Regions from separate parts of the Sus scrofa genome. Here region 1 is linked to region 2. A link is a contact called in public HiChIP or PLAC-seq data. All regions are on one chromosome and are shown on one strand. The core of a region is the stretch at or near the end of the contact, and the rest is flanking DNA. Distances in the headings are between cores, read along the strand shown. Region 1 overlaps ADCY5 (adenylate cyclase type 5). Region 2 overlaps HACD2 (very-long-chain (3R)-3-hydroxyacyl-CoA dehydratase 2).

Evidence for each region. HiChIP or PLAC-seq counts read pairs in DNA pulled down with a chosen protein or histone mark.
Region 1: a contact with region 2 is called in an H3K27ac HiChIP or PLAC-seq map of alveolar macrophages. The contact joins two enhancer-like sites. A contact is called at or near these places in 2 of 2 datasets of contacts at active chromatin or transcription factors (alveolar macrophages and skeletal muscle).

Annotation. Positions count from the first base shown.
Region 1 is chr13:137,025,665-137,030,620 of Sscrofa11.1, forward strand. All of the region lies in intron 1 of ADCY5 (adenylate cyclase type 5), which reads left to right. Among named protein-coding and RNA genes, the nearest start is that of ADCY5, 62 kb to the left of the region's middle. Within about 2 kb of position 3,552, at least 19 of the 83 cell types and tissues checked have an H3K27ac peak or open chromatin away from gene starts, as enhancers often do. A contact at or near this core is called in alveolar macrophages, where this site is marked.
Region 2 is chr13:136,854,101-136,859,199 of Sscrofa11.1, forward strand. All of the region lies in intron 3 of HACD2 (very-long-chain (3R)-3-hydroxyacyl-CoA dehydratase 2), which reads left to right. Among named protein-coding and RNA genes, the nearest start is that of HACD2, 23 kb to the left of the region's middle. Within about 2 kb of position 2,586, at least 4 of the 83 cell types and tissues checked have an H3K27ac peak or open chromatin away from gene starts, as enhancers often do. A contact at or near this core is called in alveolar macrophages, where this site is marked.

The DNA of each region.
Region 1 (4,956 bases), core at 2,302-4,801, 170 kb after region 2:
GCAGATTCAGAAGCCTGCTCTGCCATGATCTTAGCATTCAGGAACCCCCAGTTCCCTCTTTTTTCCCCCTTTTCCACAAGCAGGGAAAAAAAAAAAAAAAGCTTGGCTCTGAGCTGTACTGGGGAGGAGTAGTATGGGATGGGTTCTGTTTTCTGAACTATCATCTAGCTTCCCAGCCCAAGACCGAAGCTGGGCTCCTAATGGTCCAGGGATTGGCAGCCACCCTCATCCCCATACCCAGGGCCCCCTGCTCCGTGCTGCTGTCCAGCCAGGCGCAGGACCACTCCCCAGACCCTCTCATGGCTCTGCCACTGTTGCACACCCTCCACCACAAACCCTGCTCTTGAGGAGGGACACGGGCCCTGTCAGCCATCTGTGTTCTCTCCATTCAGTTAGGTTCTGATCACACACTCGTCGTTCTGGGCTGTATCCTGCTCTGAGCCGTGGCCTGAGAAGCACTTCTTCGGGGAGAGTTGATTGACCCTGTGGTCAGCGAGGGGGAAAGTTATAGGTTTTTCTAACCTCAGGGTTAGTGTCCCTCTCATCTGTTTGTCACATGCCTCTCTGCACGTGGTGCTCTGCTGGGGGCTGCACCGAGAGCAAGAAACAGATGTGGGCCTGTGCTGGACCAGGAGTTCTTGGCTGTGGTGTGCAGGGAATGTGTCTGCGAGTGAGTGAGTGAGTGTGAGTGTGTGTGTGTGTGTGTGTGTGTGTGGAGGAGGGGGTGGTTGGCTCTCTTTTGTGAAAACTCTTCACGAGAAAGAGGACCCTGTTGGTACTGGGGAAAAAGGGACTCAAAGATATAAGAACAGGACTATAAAACTTAGCCCCGAGGAAATGCTTGAAGCCGTGTTCCTAATTCTTCTGAAACCAGTTCCCTACCCATCCACAGCCAGAATTCCTTGCAAGGATTTTCTAATGAGGCTGGCAGTTTTATTCATATCCTCTTCCCTGGTGTGGCCAGCTGCAGTCCTTACCACTGTCTCTCTCTGGCTTCCAGTCCTATGTCACCATCCAGCCCTCGCTGTTTGCGGATGAACTTCCTGTCTTACTGAGGACCCCCCAACCCCTGTTGCATGAGACCTTCTGGACGTCCTTCCCAGCGTCTTCGAGCCAGCCTGGACCTCCTGCCCAGCATGCTCCCTGCGTTGGCCTGGCTTCTGTTCTGTCCCTTTCAGCCCCTTCCTCCCCCACAACCCCCCTTCCCTCCATCACTTCTGGCGCTATTCAGCCTCTCGTCCCTCAGATGCTGAGTGAGGACACAGGTTCTCCTGTATTAAACCCAGTCTCTCCAAGGCCCGCCTCTAACCCTCAGGCTCTCTGTCCTCTTGGTCCCCACCAGCCACCTCGATAGGGTATCTCTCTCTCAACTCACGAGTGTCCCCATAATGAGAACAGCCCTCGCTGCATATGCTGGCGTCTCCTGGCTGCCGGGTGCTCCAGCCTCCTCAGCCCCTGGCCTCCTGCCTCCTTCCTGACACTCCTGGTTGTCCTCTCCAGCTGTTCCATGCCCTGTCTTGGCCCCCTGTCCTCTCCTTCCCCCTTAAGCAGCGAAGTGCTCCCCAGGTTCCATATTGGGCTCGCTTCTTCCAGCTGATCTTCCCCCCCTCTAGGATTCAGTGGCTCTGTCTCTTTGGCCCAGATCTCTCTGGAGAGCCGCCTGTAGCTTTCCACCTGTCTGTGGCTCCCAGGGTCTTTTGTCCCTGGGAGTCCCTCAAACCCATCATGTGCCCGGCTTGATTCGTATGCCCCATGGTCGCCGGCAAGGCCAGCTTCTCTTCCACCTCTCTTCTCCGTCTTGTTCTCTGGCGTCATCATCCCCTGTGGCCCAGTTAAAAACTGGGAGTCACCCTTGATGACTCCCTCTCCTCGCCTCCCACTTTCAACTGGTCATCTGCGCTAATGGTTTTGACTCTGAAACTCCCTCTCCATTCCTTCACCTCCCGTATCCCTTCCCAGACCACCCTGGTGAGCCCTCATCATCTCTTACCTACTCCACTGCACAGCCTTTTAACCGGGCCCCCTGCCTCGGCCAGCTCGCTCCCTCTGGTGCACCTGCCACACAGCTGTAATGCTCTGTTTCCGTAACTCAGGCCTGAGCACATGGCTTCCAGGCCATTCTGGCTCCGCTTATTGGCTTTCCCCCATCTGCCCTATATGCCTGCACAGCTGCCTCTCCAGTCTTTCTTAGAAGGCTTTTAAGTCCCTCCAACTGCTTCCCACTCTGCCACCACCCATCTGCATTCCAGAATCCAAGTCAAACATCACCTCCTCTGTGGAGTTCCCATCCATAGCTCAGTATCCGACTAGTATCCATGAGATACTTGGCCTTGCTCAGTGGGTCCAGAAGCTGGTATTGCTGTGAGCTGTGATGTAGGTTGCTGACATGGCTCAGATCCTGCATTGCTGTAGTGTAGACACCTAGCCTGGGAACTTCCATAGGCCCTATAAAGCAAAAAAAAAAAAAAATAAATAAAAAAATTAAAAATCACCTCCTCCAGGAAGCCTTCCTGGGCCATGCCACAGCATTCAGGGATGGGCTCTTTCTTTCCCTCTTTGAGGTTCCTCTGTGACCAAACTCACCTGGCTGTTGTGCCCTCCTGGTTTTATTTATCTTTCTCCCTGGACTGGTTGTATCTCAAGATCGAAGATCAGCCTTATTTGATGCTGATTTCTCCAGCCCTAGCAGAGTGCCTGGCCTGCCACTGGCCTCAGTATACATGTTTGTCTAATTAAAGTTGAATGAAGATAAATTCTGTCTTTCATCTGCTAATAGGCCTTTTAAAGAGAGGTTATTGTGTCACTTGGTTTGAAGGTCCCATGTCTGTGACTGGGTTGGGCCGAGATGAATGTCCTCCCGAGCAGGAAGCAGGCTTCTCTCTGCAGGCTGTCAGAGTTGAATGTTTTTTTATTCTCACCTCATGTTTCCATGTGGTTTACGCTCAGCCTCCTGCATGCAGGTCACATCGTGGGCAATTAAAACATACTTCCAGACTGATAAATTTGATCAAATTGATTTTTCCCCATGGCCTGCTTCCCCAAACTTTGGCATTTTCTGAGAACATAGAAGAGGTCTCAGAATCCAGGCTCATTTGAATAACAATGTAGTATCACAGCTAAAACATCACAAGGAGATAAATATATTGGAAAAAATCCCTAATGCATTGCAAAGCCTGATTCTAGTGATTTTCAGATTATTCCTGGGATAGCTCATGACTCACAAGGACAAATAACTAAATCTGTGTGTGTGTGTGTGTGTGTGTGTGTGTGTGTGTGTGTTATCTGCATCCAAATTTCTAGGTTGTATATATACTTTAATCTTGTGGGTTCTGGTTCCATGGACCATAGGATATAGCCTTGAGCCTGGTTGATATTTAACCAATTTTTGTTGAATGAATGAACAGACTAGAGCTTAAGGGAGAGTATGTTTCTCTTCTTGAGGATACAGTGACTCCTCTCGGATTCTGATCCATCCATGAGCAGTGCTGGGTGATACTTCTGGCTTCCTCCTTTCTCTCTCCTGGAGTGGCTGTTTTCTGTTGGCTCATGACCTTTGGTCACTTGTGCAACGTTGAGAAGACCCAGCTGGGCCCCTTCTAGAAGTCACAGGCATGGGTGGTTGGCAGGCAGTGTGGGAAGAAAGTTTCTACAGCCTAGAGAGTCAGGGAAGCTGGTCAGGAGCATTTCTTGAAGGTTCTTGGACCTGCCCAGGGAGGGTGGGGTGTCCACCTTGGTGACAGATTTGGGCCCAGGGCTCAGGAGCTTTGAGAAGGTCAGATTACATTGAGCACATAATTTAGTATCAAAACCAGGACACTTGGGGCAGTGAAAGGGGAGGGGGCCCTGTGAATAACTGCTCTGGGACATCAGCCATTAACCAGGACTGCCCTGGGCCGATCAGAACAGAAGGTCCCCTGAATGGAAGACGGGGCCTGCTCTGGGAGCTCCTCAGTTCTGCCCGGAGGGTCTCAGGCAGAGAGCTGGGGCCTCACTGGCAGCATGCCAGGAAGATGAGAGGCTGGGCTGGGGGTCCTTCTCCCTGGAACTCGGGGTCCTGAGGGTGCATGGCAGGTCTTCCCTCCCACCCTGCGCATACCTCTGTCTCAGCAGCTACGTCTCCAGAAAGTAGAGGAGCCAGGATTTCTGGCACTGACACTGCATGTCTGGCTGGAGCTAAGTGGGACTTATTTATAAAAGGTTTTAATAAAATAAGCCTTTTGGCTCTATTGATATTCTCTCTGTCCTTTCTCCACTGCCCCCTTGCCTCCGCCTTGGTCCCTTCATCCCCCCCCCCCCAATCACACACCCACACAGATTATAGCCCTGGTTGTGAGTGCGTGTGTATGTCAGCAGTGGACATTCTTTGCCCCTAGAAGGACGTGCTTGAGTGGAGTTCAGCGTGGACTCCAGGGTGACCTCTGCAGGAAGGGCAGCTCGCTCGGCCCCAGTGGCTTGCTTGTTTGTTTACCGGGGGGAGGAGGGGTGCAGAGCTTGAGGAGAGGGGGCTGTGTTCATATTGTTCAGAGACATCTGCTGTTTGCAGTAACTTGCCAGCCAGGCGGAGCTGTGGGGTGGCTGGCTTTGCAGTGTTCCCTGTAAATATTATGACTTTGAGGACGGGGGTGGGGTCCCAGGGACTTCAAGGAGACTGAAGGGCTGGTCCTGCACTTGGTGCCTGCATCTCTCAAGTCCCGTTGTGCCCTCCTTCCCTGAGCTGAAGGCCACAGAAGGAGGGGTGGCTTCAGTAGCAGCAAGGAGACGACAGTGGTACTCCTCAAATGAGAAGAGTTGGGGCTCAGAGATTGTCCCAGAGCCAAGCATCAGAGTGGGAGCATGGGAGAGAAGAGGTGTCCTCGGGCTTTGGGCCAGCTCCTCTGTTTCATGGGAAGGGGCAGCGAAGGACCAGTTTCTCAGGCAATGAATTGAAATGGCCCCTGGAGCTTGGTCCTGGGGTCA
Region 2 (5,099 bases), core at 1,336-3,835:
AAGGAGCTTGGAGACCGATATATCACATGGTCTGCTTTCCCAAAGAAGGTTAAGGGACCTGGACCAGGTTACACAGCCAGTAAATGGTGCACCCTTACTTGGATCCTGGGCAATATGTGCCAGAGCCTAACTGGATTGACTGTACTTTATGGCAAATGGGTCTCAGCTAACATATAGTCAGTCTCACATCTCCTTTTTAGTACTTTATCTATAGTTTTGAGATGAAAAATTGTGTCCCTTCTTAAGTGCTTAAATTTCTGAATTGGAGGGATATATTCAGCCAGAGAGAGTTCTGGAACCAGGCCTTTTCCACGTGACTGAGCCCTGTACCCCCAGACTCCCCCGCCTCCTAACTTTCAGCTGCCTCTGTACAAAGCTCTCAGATGCATGTTTTCTGAGCATATGTTACTATTTTAATTAATATTTCATTGCATTTTAATACCTAAAATTTCTTTTATCTGTCTTAGAATATATTCTCATTCCTGTTTATAAAATTTCTACCCCTGGAAATAAAGTTTCTGATAAGTGTATTTATTCCTTCAAACCAAGAACATGATTGAATGCCCACCAGGTGGGGCCAGACACTGTTGGGCAGTGGGGGTAGAGAGGTGAACAGGCATAGGCTCAGGAGACCCGCCTTCAGATGGGCGCTCCTCTGGCGGGAGGCCTCTGAGGACTGATATCACCATCCCACTCTGCTCCGATGGCTTGTCCACAGGTGTCCCTAGGCCTTAGTGTGATGCCTGACACACAGGAGATACTTGAAAATTCCTTCCTATTTTCTTTTCTTTCCTTTCTTTTTTTTTTTTTTTTTTTTTTTTTTTGTCTTTTCTAGGCTGCACCTGAGGCATATGGAGGTTCCCAGGCTTGGGGTCAATCGGTGCTGTAGCCTATGGCCTGCGTCACAGCCACAGCAACTAGGGATCTGAGCCTCATCTGCAACCTGCACCACAGCTCACGGCAACACCGGATCCTTAACCCACTGAGTGGGGCTAGGATCAAACCCGCAAACTCATGGTTCCTAGTCAGATTCGTTAACCACTGAGCCACGAAGGGAAATCCCCTTCCTATTTTCTTAAGAACCTTGTTGCGTCAATGATTCTCTCCCTTGCTTCATCATCCTGGGTCATCTGCCTTTTCCGCAGCTCAGAAAATGCTCAGAGTGTTCCAAAAATATTTTTTCCCTTTTTTTTTTCAGGGGTGGATCACACTTGCAGCATATGGAGGTTCCCAGGCTAGGGGTTGAATTGGAGCTGCAACTGCCAGCCTATGCCACAGCCACAGCAATGCCGTAACTGCAGCCTATGCTACAGCTTGTGGGAACACCGGGTCCTTAACCCACTGAGCAAGGCCAGGAATTGAACCTGCATCCTCAGAGACACCATGTCAAGTTATTAACCTGCTGAGCCACAGTGGGAACTCCCTAAAAAATATTATTAACCTAACCTTTGACCCTACCTTCCTCCTGTATTTCTGCATAATTCCTCCGCATCTCTTTTATCAGATTTCTGGTATGTTCTTTCCACTTCCATACTCCTATTTATACCTTAACACAGCAGTAGTGCTTCTGTCCCTCTTGTTCTACTAAAATTGCCTCTGGTCTAAAACCTAGCATCAGTTTCTGTAAAATTTCAAAGACATGTTTGGAGTTTACTGAACCTGTCAACTCCATTGGGCACCACTGATGGCTCCCTCTGTGACATCCTGCTCTTTTAGCTTATGTTATGCTGAGCCCCCCTGCCTTTTCTGGTCCTCTGTGGTCCCCTTCTTTGGGGGACTCTCTCTCCTTGCCCCTTAATTGTGGGTATTACCAGCATCTGGCCTAGCTCTTTGCTCTTCTAACTGAACAGACCCTCTGTGGGTGACCTCTTCCCTTCTTGTGAGTTGAAATACGCACGACATCCACTTCTTTAGCTCCAAGTCACACCTGCACCCCAGACTCCAGTCTCATCCAGTGGCCTCCTGGATGTACATGTCCTCCGCAGCATGACTCACACTTCCTCACTTATTCTGCCTCCCACATTTTTCTTGTCCGGTGCTCCACCGGCTTCCAACCACCATCCATTCAGTCACCCAGGCTCATCCATGGTCTCCTCTCTCTGTCTCTAACCCACTCGCCCTTAACCAGGTGGTTATCAGGTCTTCTCAGTTCTGTTTCCTCAACAGTTCTCAGATTGTCCTGTTTTTGTTTTGGGTTTTTTTCCCCATCCTTATTCGGGGCCTGAATATGTCTCATCTGGACTCCCATATGGGTCTCCCTGGACGTGTCGACTTGTAATATTAATAATAGTAAGAGCAGTCATTATAATGTGTGCATTTACTGTGTTCCAGTGCTTCACATTCATTATCTGTTTACTTATAGTTGATAAGACTGAGGCTTAGAAGGTTTTGTATCTTGCCAAGGTTCACACAGCAAATAAGCCCTAGAGCCAGAAGTTGAACCTATGGCTGTGTGGTTCCAAGTCCATGCTTCTTAACCCTTGAGGGATTTAGTTAAATGATAATTCTGAGCATGTCACTTCTGTGCTTAAACCTTCTCACTAGTTTCAACTTCTTCGTGATTTGGACCCTGCCCACTTCCCCAGCCTTATGCAAGTCCCTTCCCTGCCTCCCACTCCACACTTCAGTAACCTTGACCTTCTTGTGGGTCGTACTCCACCCCCTATATACCGTGTTCCTGGACTACTTCCTGCCTCTGGTCTGTGCCCACGCTTTGTGCTCTGCCTGGAATGGTAGCCCACCCCCTTCAGGTGACAACTTTCCCCAGTAAACTTTCCTATCCCCCATGGGCTTGATGACATGCCTTCCTCACTTCTCTGTCATGCCCTGCCGCTCAGTCTGCTGTTACACTTTGCAGACTGTATTATGCACTGTCACTCTACCTATATTTCCCACCAACACCACTGAATTTTTTGAGGACAAGAACTGTTTCCTGTTGATTTTTGAATCCCAGCACCTGACAGTTCATGGACTACTAGTGGGAACTAGTGAACATTTGATCGTAATCTTACCAAATTCTGGTGAAAATTTCCAAAACTTCTTTCAAAATGTCTTCAGTTTCAGAGTTCCCGTCGTGGTTCAGTGGTTAACGAACCTGACTAGTAACCATGAGGTTACAGGTCTGATCTCTGGCCTGGTTCAGTGGGTTAAGGATGTGGCATTGCTGTGAGCTGTGGTATAGGTTGCAGACACAGCTCGGATCTGGGAACCTCCATATGCCACGAGTATGGCCCTAAAAAGACAAAAGACCAAAAAAAAAAAAAAAAAAAAAAAAAAGTTTTCAGTTCCTTAAAAAAAAAAAATCAGTAATAATCAAGAAGTTGTTTCTAGCATTTGCCTAAAGGCAGTGCTCTATTTTTTTTACTCATACTTATGTTTACTTTTGGAATGATGGTTTATTTTCCTGTGGCTTTCTGAAACTTTTTACTCTAACAACTTGGTCCTTTAGAAACTTATTAGAGCCTTGAGATGTCTTTGGGTTATACATTGTTGATGAGAAGTCTAGACCTCAGTCAGACCTGGGTTTTTGATTGGCTGTGACTTTCAGGAAGTAACTGAACTTGTGGATGCCTTTGTTTCTACATCAATTAAAGGGGGGGAAAATAATACCTACTTCTAGAGTTACTGTGAAAATGAAATAGGACATGCCTGAGAAATACTTGGCTTAATGCCTGAGACATGACGATATTGAAAATTGCCCAATAAAATGGTAGCTTTATTATTAACAATAATAATGTCATAGAATGTTAAAAGTTTTATTCTATCCCTAGTGTAATATTCCTTTTTTAGATTTATATAACTATAACTCTTCCATATTCTTCTTTTTTTTTTTTTTTTTCTTAAATTGCATTTCTTTGTGAGTGAGTGCTTCAGAGCCACTGGTTCTTAGCATGGGTTGGAATTGCTTCTTGTTCATGGTTGTCACAATGCAACTTGGCAAAAAGTTTTTATTGTTTCTTAGCCTCCAGAAACAATAAACTAAAATTCCAGGAGTCCTCTGGTGGCTCAGCGGGTTAAGGATCTGGCATTGCCACTGTTGTGGCTTGGGTCACTGCTGGGGCACAGGTTCAATCCCTGGCCCAGGAACTCACACATGCTGCAGGTGTGGCCCCCCCAAAAAATTCCACATAAGGAATTCATTTCTGTGAGAGTCAAGCCTTGGTCCTTCCAAATCAGTTTCCATGTCCCAACTTCTTTAAAGTGGGTTGTTTGCTCTCTGTTGATTCAAGAACAAGATTTCTGGTGTGGGGGTGAGGCAAGGGATAGCCCTTTTGAATATGTGTTGACATTTTAAAAAAATTAATATATGGTATAATTGACATGTAACATTCATTTCAGGTGTACATCATAATGATTTGTTATATGTATAGATTGTAAAATGATCACCAAAATAAGTTTAGTTAACATCCATTACCTTATAGAGTTATAATTTATCTTTCTTGTGATAAGGACTTTTAAGATCTCTCTTAGCAACTTTCAAATATGCAGTGCAGTATTGTTAACTATAGTCATCATGTTGTGCATTGCATCCCCAGGACTGATTTGTATTATCACTAGGAATTTGTACCTTACAGTCACCTTCACCCATTCTCCTTACTCCCTGCCTCTAACAACCACCAGCCTATTCTCTGTATCTATTAATTTGGGGTTTTTTTTGGGAGTTCCCGTCGTGGCTCAGCGGTTAATGAACCTGACTGGTTTCCATGAGGACACGGGTTCAATCCCTGGCCTTGCTCGGTGGGTTAAGGATCCAGCATTGCCGTGAGCTGTGGTGCAGGTCGAAGACGAGGCTTGGATCCCTTGTTGCTGTGGCCCTGGTGTAGGCCGGTGGCTACAGCTCCTATTGGACCCTTAGCCTGGGAACCTCCATATGCTGCAGGTGCAGCCCCCAAAAGAGAAAGACAAAAAAAAAAAAAAAAAGGGTTTTTTTTGTTTGTTTTGTTTTTTGTTTTTTTGTTTCTTTTTTTTTTTTTTTTTTAAGATTTCACATACAAGTGAGATCATGTAGTATTTGTCTTTTTCTGGGATAGGATTTCTTAAGTGCTGTGATTGCAGCCCTCAATCCAAGATTTGTAGTGCTATTTACACAGTGTTTTTCT